Linked DNA regions of Triticum aestivum: region 2 is linked to region 1. Evidence: chromatin contacts called from public Hi-C data. All regions are on one chromosome and are shown on one strand. The core of a region is the stretch at or near the end of the contact, and the rest is flanking DNA. Distances in the headings are between cores, read along the strand shown.

Region 1 (6,890 bases), core at 2,102-4,601:
CAAATTGGCTTAAGATATGTGTATAGATACATTTGGATAACCGTATCGCCCAACTGTATGACGGCCGTGAGCATGAGCATGTGATAGTATCATATTTCCAGCTCAGCTTTATTCGTCTTCCACCATCACGTGGTGACGAATGTCGAGAGCTGTCAGCTGGGTACTTCGGTCGGCACTACTACCTCCGTCCTAATTTATTAGCCCCTTTTATAATTAATGCTAAATTTTGATCAAAGATTTAACTGATAAAATATTAGTGCATGTCAATGATATAATTTTTTATAACATGCGTGAACATTTTGTTAGTTAAATTTATGATCAAAATTTGGCACATATTACAGTAAGAACCAATAAACCAGGATAGAGGTAGTACATTACTAAACTAAATTTCTTTTTTTTCATCTTCTTAATAATGTGGTTTGGTACTTCGGTTGATTTGTATGGCACAAATTAATTTGATCCATCATTCTTTGGAGGTAGGTAGAATTGTTTGAGATATCGGATACTATAAAATCGGTTGTATTTGTGTGAACTTATGGTTAACACAGTTTGCCATTATCGCTTTGTGTCGTGCTGCACCGTGGAATTTGGAATTTCCAATATGGTGCCTCCGATTACTATAGTGATGAACCTTATCTAGAATATGATCCATAAAAGAAAACGCTTGCTAAAACGATCATAGGAATACCACCTATAGCACCTACCAGTCAAAGAGGAATTCTTTCAGTAGTATCGGCCATTTTTCCTATTTTTCCATATTTTATCAATGGGATAAGTATATTTTTCATCCCTCAACTTTTTTGATAGTATACAAATGGTCCTTCAACTGCAAAACCAGCAAATCTTAGTCCCTCAACATTCAAAACCAGATAAATTTAGTCCCTTAACTTTTAAAACCGGATAAATTTAGTCCCTCATACCGCTTCGGGTGGTTTTCTACCCAACGTGCAGTGGTTTTGATTCTGCGCGGTAGCTGTCCGCCATGACACCATCCCTCCCGGCCGAGGTAGCGCCCAACTGACGGTCATTCTCCTGTACAAAGCTAGCCTCGTACTAGCTCGCTCGTGTATAAAGCAAGCTCTTCCTGAAGCGCTTCTGGCTGTTGAATCATTAGTTAGTCGGTTGATTTTTTCCTGTTTTCTTCCCATTCAGTTAGCAAGGCACGAGCTCACTATTTTGTGTGGAGACCGTGCGCGTCGAGTCCGGCAGCTGCATGCATGTCGCTGCAAGTGTCCAGCCGCGCGTCAAGTTGTTTGCTTGACATGCATCAGTGTGAGTTGAGAGCTAACACTGGCTGGTGCTTTTGTCCCGAGAGGAACCAGCTTAGATCAATTAACGTGCATACGTAAGCTAGTTGTCTACTTTGCTTTTGCTACGTACATGCATCGACATGTAATAGTATCAACTACGAGCGGACCACATCAAGCCAGCGCTGCAAGCTCACTCTCGCCGAAAAGTCGCGTTGCCGCCGTTGAGCAGGCTAGCACACGGACGATCTCGCCATCGGCACAGTCAGACAGGCATATGTCGCAGCCGGCACGGAAGGACGCACACTGCTGCTGCTCTGCTTGTGCGCTCATGAGGAGGCGGCGTAAGTGGCGACCGGGAGCACGATGGGGGCCGGCAGCGCGCAACCTTCCCTGGCGCTAACATTTTTTTTTCTGTAGTGTATATCATAATACCACACCAAGTCGAAAGAAAACCACCTAAAATAGCATGAGGGACTAAACTTATCCGGTTTTAAAAGTAGAGGGACGAAGTTTTGCTGGTTTTGAAGTTAAGGGATCATTTCTCCACTTTCAAAAGAGTTGAGGGACGAAAAATATACTTTTCCCTTTATCAATTGGTCATGCTGGAGACAAATACAGTCAAGGATGGTTATAAGGATGGTGTCCTTCCGAATGAGATAAGTGAATTTGGCCACTATTAGTGGATAATATGATTTCTTTCATTTTAGAATCCCAAATAATTTTTTACGAGTCAATACATAAAAGATATAATTCATTTTTCCTCTAAAATGTACTAATTCTCTCTACGATTTGTTAAGACAAATCAGAATAGCGAGGTGAAAGATACCATAACAATGTATATCATACTCTGTTTACCCTAGTTTTTTCAGCGAAGTTTTTTTTTGTTTCATTAGTCAATATAAAATAAGTGCCTTATTAAACTTTTAGGAATGTACCATTAGAATTTAGTACATCCAAAACTTAAAATTATACTAATAAATTTAATTTTAAATAAATAATGAAACAATTTTTTTGAGATAAAATACAAAATAAATATGTGCCACAACAGAACCTTGGGCCTGAAGAAGACTAGTGGGCCTTGTTCTGGAGAGTGTTTGTTGTCACGTGTGCATGTTACCAGTCTAGGTGTCACGCACACGTGAGAACGAACACTCTCCAGAACAAGGCCCACTAGTCTTCTTCAGGCCCAAAGCTCTGTTGTGGCATTGAAAAGATAGAAGTACTCTTCTGTGGACAGATTTTAAAAGCCAAATATACACTTTTCACCGGACGGAGGGAAGTACACCATTACCGAGGAGTACTACTACCGTTCTTACTGTTTTGGTTTTACAGCCATACTCCTCATTCAGTTAATAGGAAACAATCACACTTGTTATCTTCTTCTACTTCTATGAAAGTAGCGTTCCATTTTTGCTGCTTGCTTTGTCCAACCTCTCTAAGCACGCCCTCCCCTCGCTATTTTGATCCTCCTCTCATCTTCATTTTTCATCGATTTTCCCGAAAGGGATTTGACCGCCCCACATCTTATTGACTCTATCAAATCTCATTTTATTACATAAGCCAATAAGCGATGGTTTAATCGATAGATAAAGTCTATTTTTATCCATTATAGCATAATATTTATGCCCCGCTGCAACACACGTGTAATTGCCATGTTATATGACTTATATGTAAGTAGTGCACGCTTAAAGCTGTATTCTGTAAGCAACGTGGAAGTAGCAACCACAATTCCCGGCGGGTGACACATCGGCGCGTTGCCGTGTCCCATCCCGGCCATCAAGCGGCACACGCTAGCCAGCTACGCAGGAACAGCAACATCATGGGAATTAGGAAGATGATACGGCGGATTTGCCGTGCCGCCTCAAGCCCTCATCTCAACTCACGTCGAGATCGGCCCCCATAACGAGCCGCGCGGGGAAAAGGACGCGACCAGTCGACCACCGCCTGTCGACGAACGAATCCCCACCCCCCGACCCTGCGGCCTCTCTCCTGGACCCCCCCCCCCCCCCCCCCCCCCCGCGCCACGCACCAGCTGGCTGACACGGCACCCGCACAGCACGCGCCGCTGCCGTGACAGCCCCGTGGCGGTCTCCAGGACCATCGAGGCGCGAGCGCAATGATTGCCCGCCCGAGCCCGTCGCCGTCGCCGTCGACCGCCCTCCGGGTAGGGAGGCTGGGCCGCATGTGCCTGCGTGCGTGCGTGCGTGCGCGGCCTGATCGGCGAACGGTAGCCATCGATCGGGTGGCGTCCTCGTCCACCGGCCGGGAAAGCGCGCGCGCATCTGATCGGGGACGGACGCTGACCGGTGTTTAAGCCCGGAACCCTCCGCCTGTCAAGTGTCAAACCAAACGGTGGCCGCATGGATTTACGGGGTAATCATGGGGCTGAAAGGAGACCTGCAACAGTCGCGCGAATTGCCTAACTGGTGTGGTGGATGCCTAACGGGGAAAAGGCTTGGCAATCTGATGGGTGGTCTCTTCTCTGGTGAGAGTAACGCGTCCTTGGTTTCAGTCGACTTGATTGATGCCTAATCTCACCAGTCTGGCCATCTCCTACAAAATAACAATTTTTAAATACAAAATAACATTTTCTGAATACACGTTTTTCTGCAAAAAAAAATTAAATACAGGTTGTAATTCTACCTTTTATATATATATTGTACATTTCTACTATACATTAGGAAAAAAAATTATATGTATATTTTGAATATTTGGCAATATAAACAAAAGTAAAAGAAGAAAGCAACAAACGAATAGCAAAATGTTACAAAAAAATAGTGAAAAAAGAGCGCTTTGAGGCCTAAGGCCTCCCACGCGCGGGTCCGGTCAGTCTGGCGCTCGCTTGAGGCGAGGTAGACATTTGTTTCGCTTATAGCGAGACATAGGCAAACGCCATCGCACATGTGTGGCCGGCCTACGGCAATCCCCATTTGGCGCTTTAGGCACCCGTTAAAAGTCATCTTGCTAGCGAGTGCTCGAAGCACACACCCTCCTCCCGCGCTTGGGCCGGGTCATCTGATTTTCTCTTTTTCCATTAAAACTGAAAAAAAGGGTGGGATGTCAAGGATTCGAACCTGAGACAACGCAGCAACCACTCGCAGAAGAAGCCGCATGGGACAATTTACTTTGTTTTCGCCTATTATTCTCTCTACAGATCGCGATGCCCACAGTTTTTTTCTTTTTATTTTCTTTTTTCTTATCATTTCTCTGTTTCTTTTGCGAATGCGCCAATTTTTGTCCATTTTTGTAATTTGTTTTTAAGAATCAATGGAATCTTTTTTCAAATTTGTGAACTTTTTTCAGAATGGATGAAATTTTTTCAAGATGGATGAACCTTTTTTAATTTTGATGAACTCTTTACAAATTAAAGAAAATTAATTCAAAGTCGAAGAACGTTTTTTCAAAATCTATGAACTTTTTCCAAATTTGATGAACTTTTTAGAAAAATCCTATGAAATTTTATTCAAATCAATGAACTTTTTCGCAAAATTCAAGGAAGTTTATCCACATTCGTGTATTTTTTTAATAAAATAGGTGATTTTTCTTCAAATCCGTTCATTTTTTTCAAAACCAGGTGAACTAATTTCGAATTCAAGATTTTTTAATTCAAAATTGATGAACTTTTTTCGTAACCCGGTGAACTATTTTAAAATTTTTGATTTTTTAATTCAAAATCTATGAAGGTTTTTAAAATCAATTAACCTTTTGGAACTATTTTCTAAAACTGATGAACTTTTGACAGCTTTTTTCTTTTTCAAATTCGTGAACATTTTTCTAATTAACAAATTTTTTCCATTATCGTAAATTTTTTCAATTGGTACGAACGTTTATCAATTTTTTTAAATTAATTGTTTTTGTGAATTCTTTTGCATATTTTTGTTTTATTTATTCAATTCAAAATGTTTTATCTCTTAAACCAGGCTTCTAAACCTCGAACCGTTTTCACCATTGGCTTCCTTGCATCAAGATTTTCAAAATGAGATCCCATGTTGATAGGTTTTGACAAACATTTTTTCATGAAGAAAAACCGCAGGAAAAAAGCCGGGTGAAAAAACCGAGCGGGGTCACCTTTTTTTCCTTTTCAGAAGCCGTTTCCGAGAGGCACAATTGAAAGCAAATACATGCCTCTCGCGCAAGAAAAAATATGCCTTTCACGAAAAAAAGTTGAAAACACGTTAGTTTCCGGTTTCGAGACTCGCGGCCGTGGTTCTCGTGCTAGATAAATGATGGCTCTTGTGTAAGCAAAACCATGCATCTCGCGAAAGCAAAAAAAGAAGAGAAAACATGTGTTTTTTTCGTTTTTGAGAGGCACGGCTGTGCCTCTCGCGGAAGCAAAACCGTGCCTCTCACAGAAAAAGAAAAAAAAATGTATTTTTTCGTTTCCAAGAGGCACGGCCGTACATCTCGCGAAAGAAAGAAAAAGAAAACGTGTTTTTTCACGCAATTTTTTTCCGAATAGCTAAGAAAGACCGGTGGAAACCAAAAAGTTGACAAAACCTGGAAAAACCCATCGAAAATGCAGAAAAAGGCATGAAAAAAAATAACAATAATAATTCAGAGGGAGCACTCAGAGCGCGACACGTGGCAGCGGCTAAGAATGCGCAAGTGGCGTGCTCTCAGACCATCCCATGTGATCATTGGGGCTCCCGAAGGAACGCTCCTCAACTTGTTGCTCTGCCACTTCGCTTGTATTAATCTTATATTTTTTTCATTGCGTTTGATTTTTCAGCAGATTGCTGGCCTGCCCGCTACGTGGCGCCTTCAAGTGCCAGCAGCGTTAACTGGCGCTTAAAGCGCTGAGTAGGAGCTCCCCCGGCCTACAGCCCAACCCTCACACTACTCCAACTTGGACCTACAACTATCAGGAGCCGGTGTTGGGGCGGCCCAGAAAGGACGTGGATCGTCGACCTGATTTCACTCTGTTTTCGTTTTTATTGTTTTTCTATTTCCTTTTACAGTTTGCTTTAAATGAATATATTTAACAACATAAGTTGTCTTTAAAAATTTAAAAAGTGATTTTCAAAAAGTGATAGCGAAGTAGAAAAAAAACAATTGCGGCAATAAAAAGTTCGATATCTTTAAAAATATGTAAGTGAGAATGAGAAAATGTTTTTGCAATTCAAAATCAGTTATATCAAGTTCTAAAAAAAATACAATATGAAAAATTGTTTTGCGTAGTATAGAAAATGTTTTGTACCATTATAATGTTTGTATAGATAATGTCAGAAAACGTTCACATAGTTAGAAACAATAATATTAGCATTAAAAATGTTTCAAAATGTGTTTCAACTTTTTTTGTTCGTGTATTCAAAGAAGTGTTCAAAACATGTATTAAAAGAAAATTGTACATTGTGTATTTTAAACATGTTCAATGTGTATTAAAAAAGTTTTATGTGTACACTAAACACTGTATATTATTTACTAAAAAAAGTAGCTCTATTAAGAAAAGGAAACAATTGAAGATCGATAAAGAAAACAAAATAGAAGCAAAGTACAAAAGTAAGACAAGAAAAAAACGTATGAAAATATGAAAAAGCAAACAAAATCGGTGAAAAAACAAAGAAAACGGAGTTAAAATGAATAAAAGTGTAATACCAAAGATAACCAGTGAAGAAGTAAAAAAACAAAGGAAACACACAC
Region 2 (6,890 bases), core at 2,080-4,579, 640 kb before region 1:
CAGAAAACAGATGGCGGGTGAGGGGTGGGGAGAGAGCGTATGTGGAGGGAGGGACACGGGGGTGTCAGATCAAACATACAATGTATGCCAAAACCTAGGCTTTTTAAAAATTTGAGATAGATATAGACATATAAAGCAGAGAAGTAGAGAAGAGATATTGATAGAGAAGGTGGAGATAGATATAGAGAAGTAGAGATAGAGCTTAGCCGGTCTGATGAAAGCCGTGTGGGGAAAACAATAAAAAAATGGGCGGGGGCTGAAAACCCATGGAGGATGCGAGAGAGCGTACATGAAGGGAGGGGGCGTGGCGTGTGAGATGAGACGTACGACACATGATAGAATCATAGTTTATTTTTAAAAGTATAGTGCTAGAGGTATGAACCTTTTCTACGGATAGGTCTTTACGGGAGTACATGGAGGGATTAGGGGAATTAGTTCGAAACCAAAGCGGGGCCCACATGAAATACAAGGTGGAGGGATTAGTGGAGTCGATACATGTTCCCGTAAGATCTCTCCGTAATAATTTGACTGTAGGTTCAAGATTTCTGTCTTTGTAAATACTCTTATTGCAACGCATGATTTTGTCGGTATGAAAATGCAAAATATTTAAAATGTAAAAAAAATGTTTTTATGATATATCCTCCTCTGTACCGGTAGTTTGCTGCAGTTTCCATACATATCAGCTACGTATCTTTCTTGAGCAAGTAGTGCACAGTTGAACAGGGAACCGATTCAATCAGCATTTCCGTTCCAGCAAAGTGATGGATGACTAGATCGATGCTGATCCAAAAGGGAAAAAAAAAAAGAGGACACGATGCCCACAAACGAATACAGCATTATATTAAAATCCACACATATTAACTACCACTCTCTCCCCACTACGACGACAGGGACTTGATCATCATACGGATGAAACCAACACCTAAGCAGCCTGATATGATGATGATGATGATGATCAGGCCGGCCAGGTCAGGTAGCTAGGCAGGATGAAACACACATGTATCCTGGAGGACACGCACGCGCCAGATCCCTGACAGGACATGCTGTTCCCCTGCGTCCACATAAGCCCGGGGAAATATGGATAGAGTGCACTTTTCCATGTGGCCCTCCCCGTCCGATCCGACGAGGCAAAGCAGGTTCCCATCCATCCATACATGGGGGTAGGACAAGGCCGCGGGGCCGGTGCTGGTGACCTTGCAAATCGGTGTCCACATAGGCCAGATTAAGCAAAAGCGCAAGATAACCAACTCCATCAAACCAAAATTGTTGGGAGGCACCGATCAATTAAGTTGTACTACATACATAGTATGTTGTTGCTTCACCCGCAAAAAAAAAGCATGTTGTTGCTTAGCTGGCTGTATACATGTTTTTTTTTGTGGGGTGTATACATGTGGGTTGTGGGTGCTTTCTTCTTCTTTAGGTTCCTTTGTGGGCTATGTGTGATTTCGACCACAATATAATGGTCCCTTTCGAAATTCGGTGAACACCGATTTTTAGCAAAGCGAAAGGTTTCAAGTCAAATGTGCACATGTGCGCATCGATCGAAGATGACTCTCGTATTCTCAACCATATCAGATAATTACGTACTTTTTGGTTTGTATCAGATAAATAGGTTTGGACTTTCAGGTTTTGGTAAGCCTGAGAGTCTGTAATCCTGGTGGTAAGTTGCTAACCCTCCTTTGTTTAAAAAAAAGGTTGCTAATCATTGGAATAAATCAGGACAAAGTAGGCATCTCTAGTGGAAATTCCAAACCAATGATGTGCCAGAAACTAACTTGGCTACATGCACGGTACTAATTGGAAGCATCATCATAACCACAAGTTGATCAATATACAACTCGCTACAAAACGCATGTCTCAAGAAGACCATTTTAGCTAGCATATAGGACCAATTCAATTTATGTGCCAAAAGAGGGCAGCCCAGCTTATATGTGTCAAAAAGTTGGGCTGCTAAGCCACCAATAGGAAATTTCTCATCATCCATATGCATGTGTTAACCCAAACCAATATGTCCAAGCAGACCAGCTGCATGCTAGCTAATCCTAGACACGACCGGTTCTTAAATACAATTGGTCCGGTCGAATAATTCGTGCACCTAAATATGTCCCGAGTCATCGTACAGTTTTTATATTCGTATTAACTGTAATCTACACATTTGGTGCACCTAATATTATCTCGTCATTAGCACTCATACTAGCTAGAAAGCAGTTGCATAGCCGGCCGGACTCCACTGATAGCAACACATACTGTATGTAAAAGAACTATCAACGGCCGGATCTGGATATCCCACCTGATCACTAGGATTGGGAGGGAGAGACGTAGTACTTAGTTTGTTGTCGAGGCTATTGCAACACCATGCCACAGGGGAAAACCATGCGTGTTTACGCCAAAAGCTCACTTGTATGGTGCGCTTAGACAAGTCGTGGTGTTGTGTTTCTATGGCAATTCCTAATAAAGCTCCTCTTCATCTTTTCAATTGTAAGGCTGATGAGCTCAATACCTTCTCTTCCGAGACGACAAGTCCAAAAGTTTAGTGGAATAGGTCTTGTTTGAAAAAAGTATACGGCCATGCTTAATTAAAGTGGTTCAAGTAATTCTGTGGTCCGTTTGACAAAGATGTAAATTAATTAGGTACACCAAAAACACAAATGTTCTTATGACACATACTATTGATTTCTTGCAATATAGCCACAAAAACAATTATATGTAGAAATAAGAGTAATATAGATCCCACTATTAGGTAGTAAAAGGTAGGGTGACAAAAGGCTTCTGATGTAGTACTCCAAATCTCTTTAAATTGACCGTGGATATTCATTACTAAAATATCATTTCCTCTGTATATATGTCACTTCATGATAAAAAGAACATCGAAGCCGACAAAACCGTAGCGCCGGTTCTTCCTACGTAAGTCATGTCAACTTCAAATATATTTTTTTTTGTCGCAAACAAGACTCCGTGGTGTCAATTCTTCTTACGTAAGTTATGTCGGATATCCACCGAACACGGTCTTCCCGTAAAAAAAACCGCCGCCGAATGTCGTTGAGTAAGACGTGAACATATCCAAAGCCGCGCGACCCGTCATTGACCTAGAAACTTCACTTTCATGGTACATCATGGGTGGAGTCCAAAATTCAAACTATTTTTCAAAAGTTGTTTGGTGCTACTATGAATGAATGAAGGAAGGGGAATCTCTTGCCTACCTGCAACAACAACCTGGTGTACCGGATAACCTCTGCCCACCACCAGACTCTCTATGAGAAGGGGGTGACGCATGCAAACGGCCTAGGTAGTCAATCGCAACGGGCTAAATAAATGTCGCTGGAGGCGTTGGGCCTGCGCGCTCCCGAGTGGATTGGACCAAACTGTCTCCTCGGATCCTATATAAGGGGCCGGCACCCCGTTGTGGTCTCACCAGAAAAGAAACAACAAGAGCTTGAGAGACTCTTGGCATCACACCCACACGCCCCCTCCAACGCAGCCAGAGAGAAAGAGAATGGCGAGCCAAGGTGTTGCCTCCATGTTCGCTCTGGCATTGCTCCTCGGAGCCTTCGCCTCCATCCCACAAAGTGATTCCCCTTCCTTCTCTCTCTCTCTCTCTCTCTCTCTCTCTCTCTCTCTCTCTCTCTCTCTCTCTCTCTCTCTCTCCAAATGATTGGGTACAGTTTTTTTCATGCAAGTCGTGCAGGGAGTTTGTTTAGAAGATGGTAATACGTACGTTAATCTTAGCTTTCATTAAGAGAAGAATTAGCTAGCTAGCTAGGTAAGGTAGCTAGCCATGGTGCACGCATGGTCACATAAATCTCTCCCACCAACGTCACACAGTATAGCTTCCTCTTTTTTGAGATGCACAGTACACTGTTTAGGTGCATGTCGCTTTCGTTCTGCGTTTTATTCTTCCCGCGCCATCAGTCGCATGGTGAAGCCTAATCGGCGTCCGCCGGTCTCTCATTCTCTATCTTAAAGCGTCCGTCATGCATGGGAGCACAGTAACTTTTCATACATATTTTTTTGGAAACTAGATACGGTAAATTTTGTAAAAATCGTTTTTCACTAAAATAATCAGGAGTCTTGGAATTTGCTGCAGAGTATATATATACATCAATATATGATTCGCATGCACCAAGATAAAAGTGCACGTGTAATCGACCTTCATTGTGTTTTTTCCAGGGAAGAAAACGTTGCAAGAAGTAGGTGTTCCGCAGGGAAATTAATATGTTTAAAGTAACGAAAATGATAATTTCTAGATAATACGTAAAACATTGAAAGAGGTACTTCTAGGTTTTCCACGAGGAAGTTAATATCTTAAAAGCAATGAAAAGGATATTTTTAGGTAGTTTCAACTGTTTAACTATAAATCAATCTAGTTGATCGTACACTAAAGCAGCAAAAGCCAAAGCTTGCAAATGAAGTCTCGAAATGTTTGGTGGGCATGCATGTCAGTTAGCCATCTTTTTTACAAAGCCAGAAGGTTTAACTAACGACCTATAAGTAGCTAAGCCAGTGTCCCTTTCTCCAGTGCCATGTTAATCACCTAGAAAGTTTTTCTTCTTCCCTGCATGCAAAGTTGTGCATGCATGTCTTGACAGTGTCGCCCTAGCACTGTTGACACGAGCCCTACCACTTAAATTGGTGGTTTGTTCCCTGATTAATTGGGTGCAACTACTGCTGAACCACCCGTCGCTAACCATCTTTTTCTTCTTCCTTTGGTCCGCGGACGGTCTCATCTTGACGTTTTTTCAGCGATGGACGATGCGGCACCGGCCAGTCCAGTGGTCCTACTCGATCATTTCAGCTAGCCAGTACCGCCACTGTTCCATTCTTTAAGTTTAACGAAAATGATTGCACCGGCTGCTAGTTATAGTAACTGACTCACTTGCATCCTATCTTCAAAGTGCAACTGATCGACCTATGGTACATGACGCCACCGATCACTAGCCACTAACTAACTCTATGACCCAGGTGTTGGTTCTGCTGGCCTTTCCAAGTTTGGTCTGCCTGAAAAGAATTATGGCATAGGAAGTAGGTCAGTGTAGTAGTGGTACTGCTAGTAGTAGTTGGCACTTGATAGAGCAGGAAGTTAAGAGGGGGATTAAGTGGCGTGTACTTATATGGAGTACTTTGTCAGGCACGTGAGCTAGACCGTTAATTGGACCGCAGCTAGGCGCAGCCGGAGGGCCATGCATATGCATGCACGCCATGCCGATCCACATCGATCGTATGTGGACTATCCAACGGCCGTGCTGCGGACGTTGGACCAGAAACTTGATTTGTCCCAGCATGTATGTATGCATGAGGTCTCTACTCTCCATGTATTCATTTCTAGGCTTCCTGCCAATTGCCATGTACGTGTGGTCGACCTCTACTCTACCCCCCTACAATATTCCTGGTCCTCTTGTTTAATAAATCCAACTAGCTAGCCGTGCAAGTACTACACAATTTATGCCATACCATTTGCATTCTTAAGAGTACATGTACTGTAAAAAAACTTGCATAATTGATGCACAGTACGTCAGTACCAACTCTCAAGTGCGACACTTCACTAAATTAGGGTAGAGTTAGTTGGTGAACCAAGCAAATCAGCTAGGGTAAAAGATTCACTGCACTGGAAGCTAGTCAAAGTTCATTCCTTCCTTTAAGGTTGTCCCTCCGGACACGAGTAGCCAAAGATATATATTTATCCAGTTCCTTTTTCTCCTTGCTCGTGGTAGCTAGTGGCTAGTGACAAGTCGGTCAAGGCGCCGGCCGTGAAAATAGCAATGTTCCTCGGCCGTGTGCGTGCGTCTGACACCAACTCGTGACTGTAAAAAACATTATTTAAGTCGCGAATCAGCCACCAAAGTCTAGAGACAAAGAGATAAAAAACATGCAAAGCCAGAAGCTACACGCATGCATCCATGCATGCGTACAAGATTTCAGTTAAACGTCCTTTTCGGGGAGTTAGTATTATCCCTCGCCAACAGGTCAAAAGGCTTGCTCTGTGTGTGTGTGTTCATGCATCGCCGCCATTCTTGCTTATTGGTTTCTCTTCCATTTCTTTTTTATATTCCATCACATGTCATCACGGGGAGGAATTCTCTATGGCAATGGAACAGTGCTAGCTTGGTGTGAATAATTTTTTATGGAGCTGTAATAATTAGTTTTCTGAATGTTAACTAACCAAAGTTACATGTACCTTGCGCGCAGGCGTCGAGTCCATCGGGGTGTGCTACGGCATGAGCGCCAACAACCTGCCGGCGGCGAGCACCGTCGTGAGCATGTTCAAGTCCAACGGTATCAACTCCATGCGGCTATATGCCCCCGACCAGGCGGCGCTGCAGGCCGTTGGCGGTACGGGCGTCAACGTCGTCGTCGGGGCGCCTAACGACGTGCTCTCCAACCTCGCCGCCAGCCCGGCGGCGGCCGCCTCGTGGGTCAGGAGCAACATCCAGGCCTACCCGAAGGTTTCCTTTCGGTACGTCTGCGTCGGCAACGAGGTCGCCGGCGGTGCCACCCAGAACCTCGTCCCGGCCATGAAAAACGTGCAGGGCGCGCTCGCCTCCGCTGGGCTGGGCCACATCAAGGTCACCACGTCGGTGTCGCAGGCCATCCTCGGCGTGTACAGCCCGCCCTCCGCCGGGTCCTTCACCGGGGAGGCGGACGCGTTCATGGGCCCCGTGGTGCAGTTCCTTGCCCGCACCGGCGCGCCGCTCATGGCCAACATCTACCCGTACCTGGCCTGGGCCTACAACCCGAGCGCCATGGACATGAGCTACGCGCTCTTCACCGCGTCCGGCACCGTGGTCCAGGACGGCTCCTACGGGTACCAGAACCTGTTCGACACCACCGTGGACGCCTTCTACACGGCCATGGCCAAGCACGGCGGCTCCAACGTGAAGCTCGTGGTGTCGGAG

The links. A called contact is a pair of places that touch in the nucleus more often than the background predicts.
Region 2: a Hi-C map of leaf shows a contact between it and region 1, with 5 times the contacts expected there. The contact joins the promoter of LOC123130362 here to the enhancer-like site in region 1. A contact is called at or near these places in 1 of 5 Hi-C or Micro-C datasets (leaf) and 1 of 1 datasets of contacts at active chromatin or transcription factors (leaf).

What each region holds. Positions count from the first base shown.
Region 1 is chr1B:446,724,957-446,731,846 of IWGSC CS RefSeq v2.1, reverse strand. No RefSeq gene overlaps it. Among protein-coding and RNA genes, the nearest start is that of LOC123092442, 230 kb to the right of the region's middle. Within about 2 kb of position 3,351, at least 6 of the 8 cell types and tissues checked have an H3K27ac peak or open chromatin away from gene starts, as enhancers often do. A contact at or near this core is called in leaf, where this site is marked.
Region 2 is chr1B:447,366,140-447,373,029 of IWGSC CS RefSeq v2.1, reverse strand. It overlaps LOC123130362 (lichenase-2), which reads left to right and starts at 3,329. Exons shown (of 2, transcript XM_044550279.1): 1 at 3,329-3,566; 2 at 6,184-6,890. The coding sequence starts at 3,494.